2 separate regions of the Rattus norvegicus genome follow, and region 1 is linked to region 2. Evidence: chromatin contacts called from public Hi-C data. All regions are on one chromosome and are shown on one strand. The core of a region is the stretch at or near the end of the contact, and the rest is flanking DNA. Distances in the headings are between cores, read along the strand shown.

Region 1 (5,068 bases), core at 888-3,387, 440 kb before region 2:
TTAGGAATTAAAGAGCTTCCTGTGCCCTGTTTCCTGTACTGACTACTTGGGCAACAGGACAAAAAAAAAATTCTCCTAAGAATATAGAAACCATTTATCTTTTTAAGTCACACCCAGCCTCACTTCGACCTTTTAACTGAAAGAATTTGTTAGGACTTTTAAGCTTGAATAAGGCTGCATTTTCCCAGAAGATCACAGAAGAGACTCAAATGTATTTATTGCCAACATGCTTTATATTTTAATTAAAGTAGTTAGTAGAGCTGGGTATGAGGGTACAGGCCTATAAGTGCCAGGACTCAGGAAGGTGAGAAGGAGTTTTCCAGTCTGCCGCCTGGGCTACAAGGTGAGTTCAAGGACAGCCTCTAAGTACCAAAACCCTGTCTCAAGGGGGAAAAAAAATCACTAAGAGCTGGTTCTAGAGGAATCCCTAATGCTTTGACACTTTAGTACAGTTTCTCTTGCTGTGGTGACCCCCAAACATAAGATTATTTTCTCGGGGTTGGGGATTTAGCTCAGCGGTAGAGTGCTTGCCTAGCAAGCGCAAAGCCTTGGGTTCGGTCCCCAGCTCTGAAAAAAAGAAGAAAAAAAAAAAAGAAAAAAAAAGATTATTTTCTCTGTTGCTTCCTAACTACAACTTTGCTACTGCTAAGAATCAGTGTAAATATCTGATATGAAGGCTACCTTATATGTAATCCCTGCACACAAATTGAAAACTGCCGTTCTAGAGCAAAGACAGTATTCGGAAGTTAAGAACCTGGCAGAGTTTGCGGGCTTTAGCTCAGCTCATGGCTGGATACAATGTAGTAACATCTCTGTTTCCCAGATACAAATCACAGGCAGACACAAGCTGATGGACAGCAGGCACCCAGCACATGGAAAACACTCAACTTTTTTTTTTTTTTTTTTTTTTGCTGTGAACTAAGTAAATTCTTGGTGTTGAACTTACCGTTGTGCATCAGAAACAGTAACAAACATTTATTATTTTAGAAATAAGGTTTATGTAGTCAATACTGGCCTCAAACTTGCTATGTACCTATGTACCTTGTGATCCTCTTCCCACCAAATTCCTGAGGCTGGATTAAGAAGTATACACTACCATACCCAATTTTATGTGGTGCGAGGTATCAAATTCAGGGCCTCCTGTATCCTAGACAAGTTCTCTACCAACTTAGCTACATCTCCAGAATCCCAAATACTAATACAGAGCATATGTGCAAGTTGTGGAAAGTGGTTAATAACCATAGAACACACAACACACATCAAAACATGTTTACTTCTTTTAGTTTTTTTTTTTTTTTTTTTTTTCAAAATAGAGTTTGCCTGGGTAGCCCTGGCTGTCCCGGATCTCACTTTGTAGAGAAGGTTGGCCTTGAATTCAGAGAAATGCTTCCCTCTGCTTCCCTAGCGCCACCGTGTGCCAAACACGTTTACTTCTTAAGGTAAACATCTAGATTTAGCGTGCGGCTACCCAGCATTAGGTAGTTTCCAGTAGCGTCTTGGTGTGATTTTCCCTTTTTTGTTTGTTTGCTTTGGAGACAGGGTCTTTCTGTGTAGTCCTTACTGTTCTGGAGCTCACTATGCACACCTGGATGGCCTCAAACTTAGATCTGTCTCTGCCTTCAAGAGTGCTGGGATCAAAGGCATGCCCCACTACTCTCAGCCGACACTTTCATTTTTAAAATTCAGATTGTGCACAGTAGTGAAAACTTGTACCTATTTAGTGCTCTCCTTGTGTATAATTATTTATTCAGACGGTAGGCAACAAAAATATTCCTAGGAAAGTTGTGAAAACCTGAAAGTGTGCTCAACCTCCCTCTGAGCTCTACTGAAATGGATTAACACCGGGGTTAAATTCTGAAGACAGACAGCTAGTCTCCTGAAAACTCGAAGGACAGGAAAAAAAAAAAATCAATTTAGGTGCTAGGGACCCGGCTCCATTCCTGCCAATCAGCGTTGGGTTCCGCCCCCAACTGTACGGCCTGCATCTCCCGTGAGCCTCTTCGACTGTCATTCTTCGGAAGGGAAACCCTTTCCCGCCGAAGAAGCGATTAAACTACAAATCACCTTGGGTAGCGTCCGTTGGGTCCAGTCGATAGGCGGGACTTCCGCTTCCAGGGGCTCTGTCAGTCAGGAGGCGGAAGCTGGTGCCGGCGGGAATGTTGTAGCGCGGCGCATTGCTGCACTCTCGCCGGGTTCTGCGTGGGCGCGCCCCCCTGCACAGCGGCGACTGGACAGCGAGGTTTCTCGAGGTTCCTCGCATTCCGGGTAAGTATAAAGGACAGAAAAAGTGTGGCCCTAACGCCGGCCACCGGGCAGCGGCCTCGCGCGGACTAGCGTACGAGGGTTTCTCACTTCCCGTTGAGTTTCGCCCACTTCACCCGCGGGCAGGGACTCCTGGGACATCCTGACCCTTTCTCAGGGTGGCCTTGATCGCCTTCAGTGTTAGCTCGGCTTCGCTCACGCTGTGCTCCAGCCGCAGGAGTCGCGAGTCCTTTAAACCTGGCAACTGCTCAGAGCTCGTGTCTTCGCTCAACAATAGTTCTCTACTTCCGCAACCTTGTTCGCGCCTTGTTTTGTTTTGTTTTGAGTCAGGGTCTGGCAGTGTAGCCCTCGTTGGCCGGGTACTCGCGGTTCTGCCTTTTCTTCCCGAGTGCTGGAATTACCGCGGTGTGCGGGCATATTTTTAAAGAGCGCATTTATTAAATTGGTTTTCCTCCTCCACGCCGTGTGATTACTTGAATGAAACTCAACGGTCGAGGAGTTTGTCTTGTGATTTCGCCCTGGCCTAATACAAAACTTAATTTCTAAACTTAGCGATAAGCAGGCTTGGAGTTGGAGAGGTGGCCCAGCTGGTAAGAGCACTTACTGCCCAAGCATTAGGGTCTGTGTTGGAATCTCCGGCATCCATGTCGGAAGCACAAGGTGTGGCTGTAGCTCCTGCACCCCAGAGCTGAGGGAAGGCAGAGACGGAGGATCGGTGAGGATGGCTGGCAGCCAGCCTAGCTTCAGGCTCAGTGAGAGACCCTGTTTTCAAAGGAACAAGGTGGAGAGCGGTAGCACAAGGCGACCATCCAGTGCCTTTTTCTATCTTACTCACTCATGCTCACCACTGGGCATATACCACACACACAGAGAAACCAGGAGTCTAAGTTTGCTTAGTCGTGTGACAGTTGGCTTCCACATATATAAAAATGCTCATTAAAAACATTTTTTGGGGGAAACATCTTACACAATATATGGTGCAGTGTAGATACTTGTTAGGTTGGTTGGTTGGCTCGCTCGCTCGCTCTTTCTTTCCTTCCTTCCTTCCTTCCTTCCTTTCTTCCTTTCTTTCACCAGCACAGTAGATGACCTGAGAGTGATTTTTATAGAATTTTATTTTTCTTCTTAGCACTGATTATGTGGATACTTTCAAGAGGTTGATCTATTTGGTAAATACATCTTGATGTAAATTAAAAATAATGCTAAATGTTGGTATTAACAACTTCAAGACTAAAAAAAATGTCATTTAATGAAGTGCATGAGGAACTTGCAGAGCTAAGTTTCTGATTTAAGCCTGTGCTTACGTTTATCTTTCTGAAGAGACTAAGAAACCCAACTCAGCCTAGCTGTTCTTCACGGTTTTGAGACTGTAATTAAGGCCAGCGCATTTTATGTGTGCACATAAATTTTTTTACAGATGATTGTAAAGTCCTGATCAGTGGCCACTGAATATAATTGACACAGAATAGGAAGATGGCAGCAAATCCTTCAGGACAAGGTAATGCATGCTGGGATTTCTGTTATTACTAGGAACGTTCTCCCATACAATAAATGTATTTGAAGTAGAGAAAATTTAGTATAGAGCAGTTACTGCGTCCAGAATTATGAGTAGCAAAGTGGAATCCCCCAATTTAAAATCAGCTTAACACTGTATCAGCAGCTTATTTTCTAATATTACTAATTCTTTATTTCAACCTGTTAAGATTAGTGATTCACATCGTGAACTTTTTCCTTCCATTTACTTGTGTATAGTGTGCATCTGTGTATATGCATGTTTGCATGTGTGGGAGCATGTGTGTAGGGGTGGGCATACACACATGTGGAGACTGGAGATTAACATCGAGAATCATCTTCCAGCACTTTGCACCTAACTCACTGAGGCAGGGTCTCTCAGTCAAATCTAGACCTTGCCCATTGGCTACTCTTGCTAGCCAGCTTTCTCCAGGGTTCTCCTCTCTGCCTTCCAAGGCTGAAATTACACAACATGTACGTGGATTTTAGGGAGCTAAACCCTGGTCCTCATGATTTTGGGAACAAGTGCTTAACCACTGAACCACCTCCCCAGCCCGCATCATAAACGGTCTCCTGTCTCCTCTGGCATCTGTTTTCTTCTTGCTTTTAAAGTCAGGTAATAACCATGCTTTATCTTCATTGCTGTAAAAGCTTCATTTCACCTGTTACTTTCTTTAATCCCATCAAGTTAGGGACACGTTTCTGTTAAGACATTAAAAAAAAAAAAGTTTTGTTGAAAAAAAAATTTATTCAATGTTTTTAGCTTTTTGAAGGCTATCTATGTTGTGTTGAACTTGTGATATTCCTGCTTCAGCCTCTTAGTTGCTAGGGTTACAAGTATGCTCCAGATTTTTTTTTTTTTTTTTTTGAGACAAGGTATGTCTTCTTGGCTGCCTGGAACATACTATGTAGACCAGGCTGGCCCCCCTCATACAGCTCTGCCTCTCCCCCTAGTGCTGGAATTAGAAGCATGTGCCACGGGGCTGGGGATTTAGCTCAGTGGTAGAGCGCTTACCTAGGAAGCGCAAGGCCCTGGGTTCGGTCCCCAGCTCCAAAAAAAAAAAAAGAAGCATGTGCCACTACACCTGGCTCATAAATGTAGCTATCGTTTTTTAAGTCTTTTTTATGCAAATACTTGAAACTGGTCTCTTTCCACATCAGGCCTGAACTGTTTGACTTTTAAGTATGTTTGACTCATCATCTCAGGTAAACGTTGTATTTACAATCTTTTAACTTCTTTTAAAAATTAACTTAGAGGGGTGAGGGTTTAGCTCAGTGGTAGAGCGCTTGCCTA
Region 2 (5,203 bases), core at 653-3,152:
CATTTTTCTGTGTGTGTGTGTGCGTGCGTGCGCGTGCACAGGTGATTTCTACCTGTGTGTGCAAGTGCACATGGATGCCAGAAGACAGCCTAGTCTCAATGTTGTTCCTAAGGACCTCCACCTTTTTTTCTTTTCTTTCTTTTTGAGACAGAATCTCTCATTGGCCCAGAGATTAATTGGCCCAATTAGATTAATCTAGCTGGCCAGTGAAGCCCAGGGATCTGTCTGTATCTGTCTTCTCAGCACTAAGACTATGCAAGTAAGCCACCATGACCTACGTTTTTATGGAGGTTCTGGGTGTTGAACTCCAGACCTCACACTTGCTTGATAAGCACCAATGGTCCGAGCCAATTCGCCATCCCTATGAGAGAAATTTGATGACATCCATCCTGCCCATCTGTTCATCCCAAAGATATATATGTATATTTAGTGTACTCTATGTGCAAAGCACTACGTTTTTGGAATTTACAGTGTGGTAGAAGAACCAGCTTTCTCCTGAGGAAATGCAGGTTCACATGTCCTTGCAATGGTTTGTAAATAAATTCAAAGCATCATAGGCTGCTGAAACCTGTGGGGAAGGAACTCTTGGAGGAGACAGACAATTCTTACATTCAGCTATCACCATCGTATATTCAAAAGGTGTAGGCTGTGGAGTGGGGAGGAAACAGAAGATGAGAATTCAGAGATCTAGGCCACCTCATTTCGGAGATGTCTCCCTGGGTGAGCAGGGAAGCAAGAACAAGCCAGTACCATCTTGCATTTTCTCTAAAGCCAACCTCCCTAGACTGATGGTCTCTCTAACTTAGCATCGCCTCTCTGGCAGCACCTCCAGGACTTACCCGGAGGATGTAAGACAGCTCTCTCCCAGAACTGTTCCCCAAGAAATGGCTCCATAAGAGAGCTGGGTATCGCTGTGGTCTCGCTGCCCAAGGTCCTCTGCTGCCACCATTCAGAATTCAGTGGGGGCACAAGGATTAGTCACTCCATGAAAAACCAGGGGATCTGCGCGGGGCACAGTAAGCTATTAATTAGCTGATCCTTTTGCAGCACTTTGAAGAGCAAACATGTTATGTAACCGCTAATTATAATTACTGTCCTCAGCCCTCCACCTTTTACTAAGTCTGCAGCTCCAGCTGCAGCTGTTTCCCTGGGCTTATGCAAGCTTTGATTTCAGGAGAGAAAAAGGCATTCTCCCCGGGAGTGAGGCTCTTTCTGTGAGGAGGCTTGTGTGCCCTCGATCAGGATTGGCAGCTAAATTCGATTTTCACAGATAAAGGGAGGGATTTGCATGCTGATTAATTCATGCTTCTGTGCAGATCATCTCTGGAGGGGAAGGCTGGAGAAGCTTCTGGAAATGGAGCAAGAGATGTGGTTGTCATGGTTCTTGCTTGGCTGCTCCCTCTTTTCCCAGTTTTTCCTCAACCTTAAGCCATCCCGAATCCCCCAGTGTGTTTTTATTTTATTGTGTTTCACGGTTCACCTCTTCCCCTGCCGTCATCTTCCCTTGAATTCCCTCCGTCTACCCCTCTGTCTATATGCCTGTGTTTAATTTCTGACTGGGTAGGACGGATTATCTGTACACAGATTGTTTAGATTGCTTTAAAGTATCTTTGAAAGCCCCGTGCCTCTGTGTTAGTGGCTCAGATCTGTAATGTTTTTTAATAGAGTGTGAACTCTTAACAAGGTGGTAGGACTTTTTCCTCTAAGGCCAGTTTGAACTGGAAACTCCAGACAGCTGGGAATTAGGCAACTACTTTAGTGTCTGGAAAAACCCGAGGTGGAAGCTTCACATTAATGACTCAGTTTTACTTCAAGATCAAAGAGGCTGATTTGTTCTTGATAAGGCTGTCCCTGGCTCCCATTCTACACAGGTCATTTACCTTTCATGTTTCCAGTCTGGGTTAATAATTACAAGGTTAACACTCCACACTCGGTCAGTCCATCACTCCATGCTCTTAGGAGAGCAACAACTCTGTCGAAACACAGACTGTTGTTCTCCCAGGAACCTTTCTGCATCCCACAACCTGCCCCCGGCACTACTGCGAATGCTACCAAGCTCCTGTTACCCGCTGTCCCTCCTTGGCTGTCAGCCCTTCTCACCAGCCTAGCCAGTGCTTGCTTGAAGCACGTACGTTTTAAGTGGGAAGCAAGGGCTGTCTGGGATGAATGGGCACAGTACTGCATTAGCCACCGCTGGGCTGGGTCTGAGGATGTACATGACACTCATCGCTACCAATATCATTGCTGGGATCCTGCACACCAGCTGCCACACCCAGGGTTCCCTTGGGGACCCTAGTGCTTGATCTCATTTTACCCTCGAAACCTGTAAAGCAAGTATTTTCAGTTCAGTGATCTGAGACTCATGGAGGTTGAGCAATTTCCTTAGGGTCATTCTGTAACCAGTGCTCGACGGAGTTCTGATTTGAACTCAAGCCTGGAAGCCGTGGAAGCCCTCACTTGCCTGTTCATGCTGTCCCACGATTGAATTGTTTGCATGCCACCCTGACGACCTTTGATATAACTAAAGAATTATCTTCACAGCTTGTTTTTCTTAAGTAGCATATATGTAATTATATATATACACACATATATTCACAGATTTTACACACGCAGGCGTATTTAGGGGTTTTGCTACGTTGCTCAGGCAAGTCTTAAATTCCTGTTCTTGAGAGGTCTCCCTGCCCTAGTCTCCCAAGCTAAGTCTATGGACACACATCACCACGCCTGGGAGACAATCTTAGTTTTAATACACCAATCAAGGATTCTTTGTAATACAAGGTATATCATGACTCTGATGAGGTAGATGTGTTTTCCTAAAGTGCACAAAAACTAATACCCAGGGAACAATAAACATTTATTCATGTGCCACGAATATCACCGTAAAGTGTGTAATTTACTTTAGTGGTTTAGGCATGATGCTTTTACCCACTTTACCTGACTTTACCTTAGGGCTGAACACAAAGGAAGGAGGCGTAGGGCTGTTTATAGGCAAGCACACATCTGTTCCGTGATGTGTCCCCGTGCCTTGCTGCCACAGTCATCAAGTGTGCCTGCTTTGCAGTCTGCTTGGGAATGGCCTCAGAGTTTGGCTGTGGCCTCTGTCATAAGATCATCGGATCTTTTTTGGAGTCAGGAACTGTTTAGACTGGAGACAATATTGAACGTATCCACCTGAATTCATTCTTTCTGTGTTTTCAAAACCCAAAGAGGGGCCCACGTTGTAAACCAGGAGAGTAAACTAGACTGGTCCCCGATGACCCTGTACAGTGGGTCTTCTGAGAGAGTTTCCTTTCCTTCCCTTGTTATCTCTGCCTATCATGGAAGGGGAATTAGCATTACCTTCTCCTTACCATCTAGCTGCTAAACCCATGTGCTGTCCTAACCCTACCTAACCCTTCTATACTTTAGTGTTGCTGATCACCCATTCATTTGTCTAACCAATCAATCAGATAAGAAGACACGTTGTGAATGTCTTTGTCTAAGTCATTTGTTAGGTTTAAAGAGATAAGTGCAGCTTTTGCAATGACCAAGTTTCACTCTAAGAAGTAGACATTAAATAACTGATTAAAAATACAGTAAATGCCACACAGAGAAATACTAGATGTTAACTGAATATCAAAAAAAATCCACATATATGTGTGCTATACATATACCCATATACTATATTTGTACAAGTACCCTACACAAACGGGATAAAGTAAAGCCAAGCTGAATATTTTATTATCCCAAATCCAGTACAGGTTCAATAGGACCTTGTAGGGCCCTTCTTTGTGTCACACTGGAGATGCCTGTATGTCCTAGAGCTAGACAGACCCAAGGCCTGTTCTCCCTACTTCTGACCAATGTCAAACCCCAAGTCTAAGCTTGACTGGGACTGTTTCACTAAGGAAAAGGGATGCAGAGTGGGAGAGAGGGAGGTTGCCTTTGCTAGGGTGGAAGTGAAGGAGGTTGACCTTGCCTCTTGGCCTTAATGACGTGCTGTACCCTCCCTGGATGGAGTGAGGAAGCAGACTGAGAGTGGAGGGGGGCCACACTCCCCACCGTCCTTCGCTTCCTGAGCATACTTTCTCTTAGGGACTCGTCTCAGCCCCCCTGTCCCCCACACTGCCCTTGTCTGAGGGTCTTCTTGGATATCAGGGATCTGCACTGAGCCCCTCTCTGTGACCTACTTGGATGTCTTACTTTCACCCGCCCACGTCTTCTGTTTCTATGCACAACCCATGGCTTTTTGGGCCGTTTTTCCATTGGACAGTAAACAGATAACTCATATCTGACATGTCCTAAATGCAGTTCATTGCTCTGTCTCTTCTTGTGCTTCTGAGGAAAACAGTGAAGGGCCATTCATTCAGATTCTTGGGCTCAAAGGCTGGCATTCAGCCTGGACTTCTCTCTGTCCTTCCTCCCTCACCTCCCAGTCCTCTCCTTCAGAGTTGTTTCTTGTTTTATAATACAGCACCCAGATTTTATCCTGTAGCCTCTTGATTACTTTAGCGAAGAGGCTCCTAGCAGGGGAGTCTGACGCACACGTCTAATTGCGAGTCTGGACTCTGTCCCTCATGTCGCCTTACCCTTGCAGGTTACTTAACATCCAAGCCTTGGGACCGTAAGCTGGACATGGCTCTGTCCAGCCAGGATGTTTTGAAGGTTAAAGTCCTGTGCATACTCTCTGGTCCATAGTTATAACTTAATAAGTGTTCGTTCTATTACTGCTTCTTATGACTGCTGGGAGAATGAAATCAGGCCTGGGAAGAGCAGTCTGAGCCTGACATATAGTTGTTGTTGTTGAGGAAATAGCATTATATTCTATTTTATGACCTCCGGTCCTTCTGCACCCTAATGCTTCCTTTCGAATGGAAAATGGTCCCCATCATTATCCTGCAGCTTGCCTCTGCTCAGAGTGTCTGTCCACAATCTGGCAAGCAAGCCCTTCCCCGGCTGCATCCTGTGCTTCCTCCGCAGCCTCGCTTCTGTACCTAGCTGACATTTGTTTCACTGGCCTGATACTCAGACTCACTCTTCTCCCTGCCCCCCTCTCCCCACTACTCTACAGCTACTTATGTTCCAAGGCTGCGCCCGCCATGAAACTGAATTTCCCGGGTCTTCCGGGTCCTCCTCCTTTGTGCCCTTCTGTGTTTGTGTGAAGCCTGTGGTGCTGTGGACCGTGGGTTGATTGCCTGCCGCTGCGTTTGCTCCTTCCACTAAG

The links. Hi-C and Micro-C count contacts between places; a contact is called where the count stands out from the background.
Region 1: a Hi-C map of hepatocytes shows a contact between it and region 2, with 2.1 times the contacts expected there. The contact joins the promoter of Inip here to the enhancer-like site in region 2. A contact is called at or near these places in 4 of 12 Hi-C or Micro-C datasets (the A7r5 cell line, hepatocytes, kidney and 1 more) and 1 of 1 datasets of contacts at active chromatin or transcription factors (oligodendrocytes).

Annotation. Positions count from the first base shown.
Region 1 is chr5:79,454,621-79,459,688 of GRCr8, reverse strand. Inip (INTS3 and NABP interacting protein) reads left to right here and starts at 2,137. Exons shown (of 5, transcript NM_001305282.2): 1 at 2,137-2,265; 2 at 3,680-3,760. The coding sequence starts at 3,736.
Region 2 is chr5:79,017,875-79,023,077 of GRCr8, reverse strand. The region is part of intron 6 of Susd1 (sushi domain containing 1); the gene reads left to right. Among named protein-coding and RNA genes, the nearest start is that of Susd1, 50 kb to the left of the region's middle. Within about 2 kb of position 1,902, at least 45 of the 93 cell types and tissues checked have an H3K27ac peak or open chromatin away from gene starts, as enhancers often do. A contact at or near this core is called in hepatocytes and kidney, where this site is marked.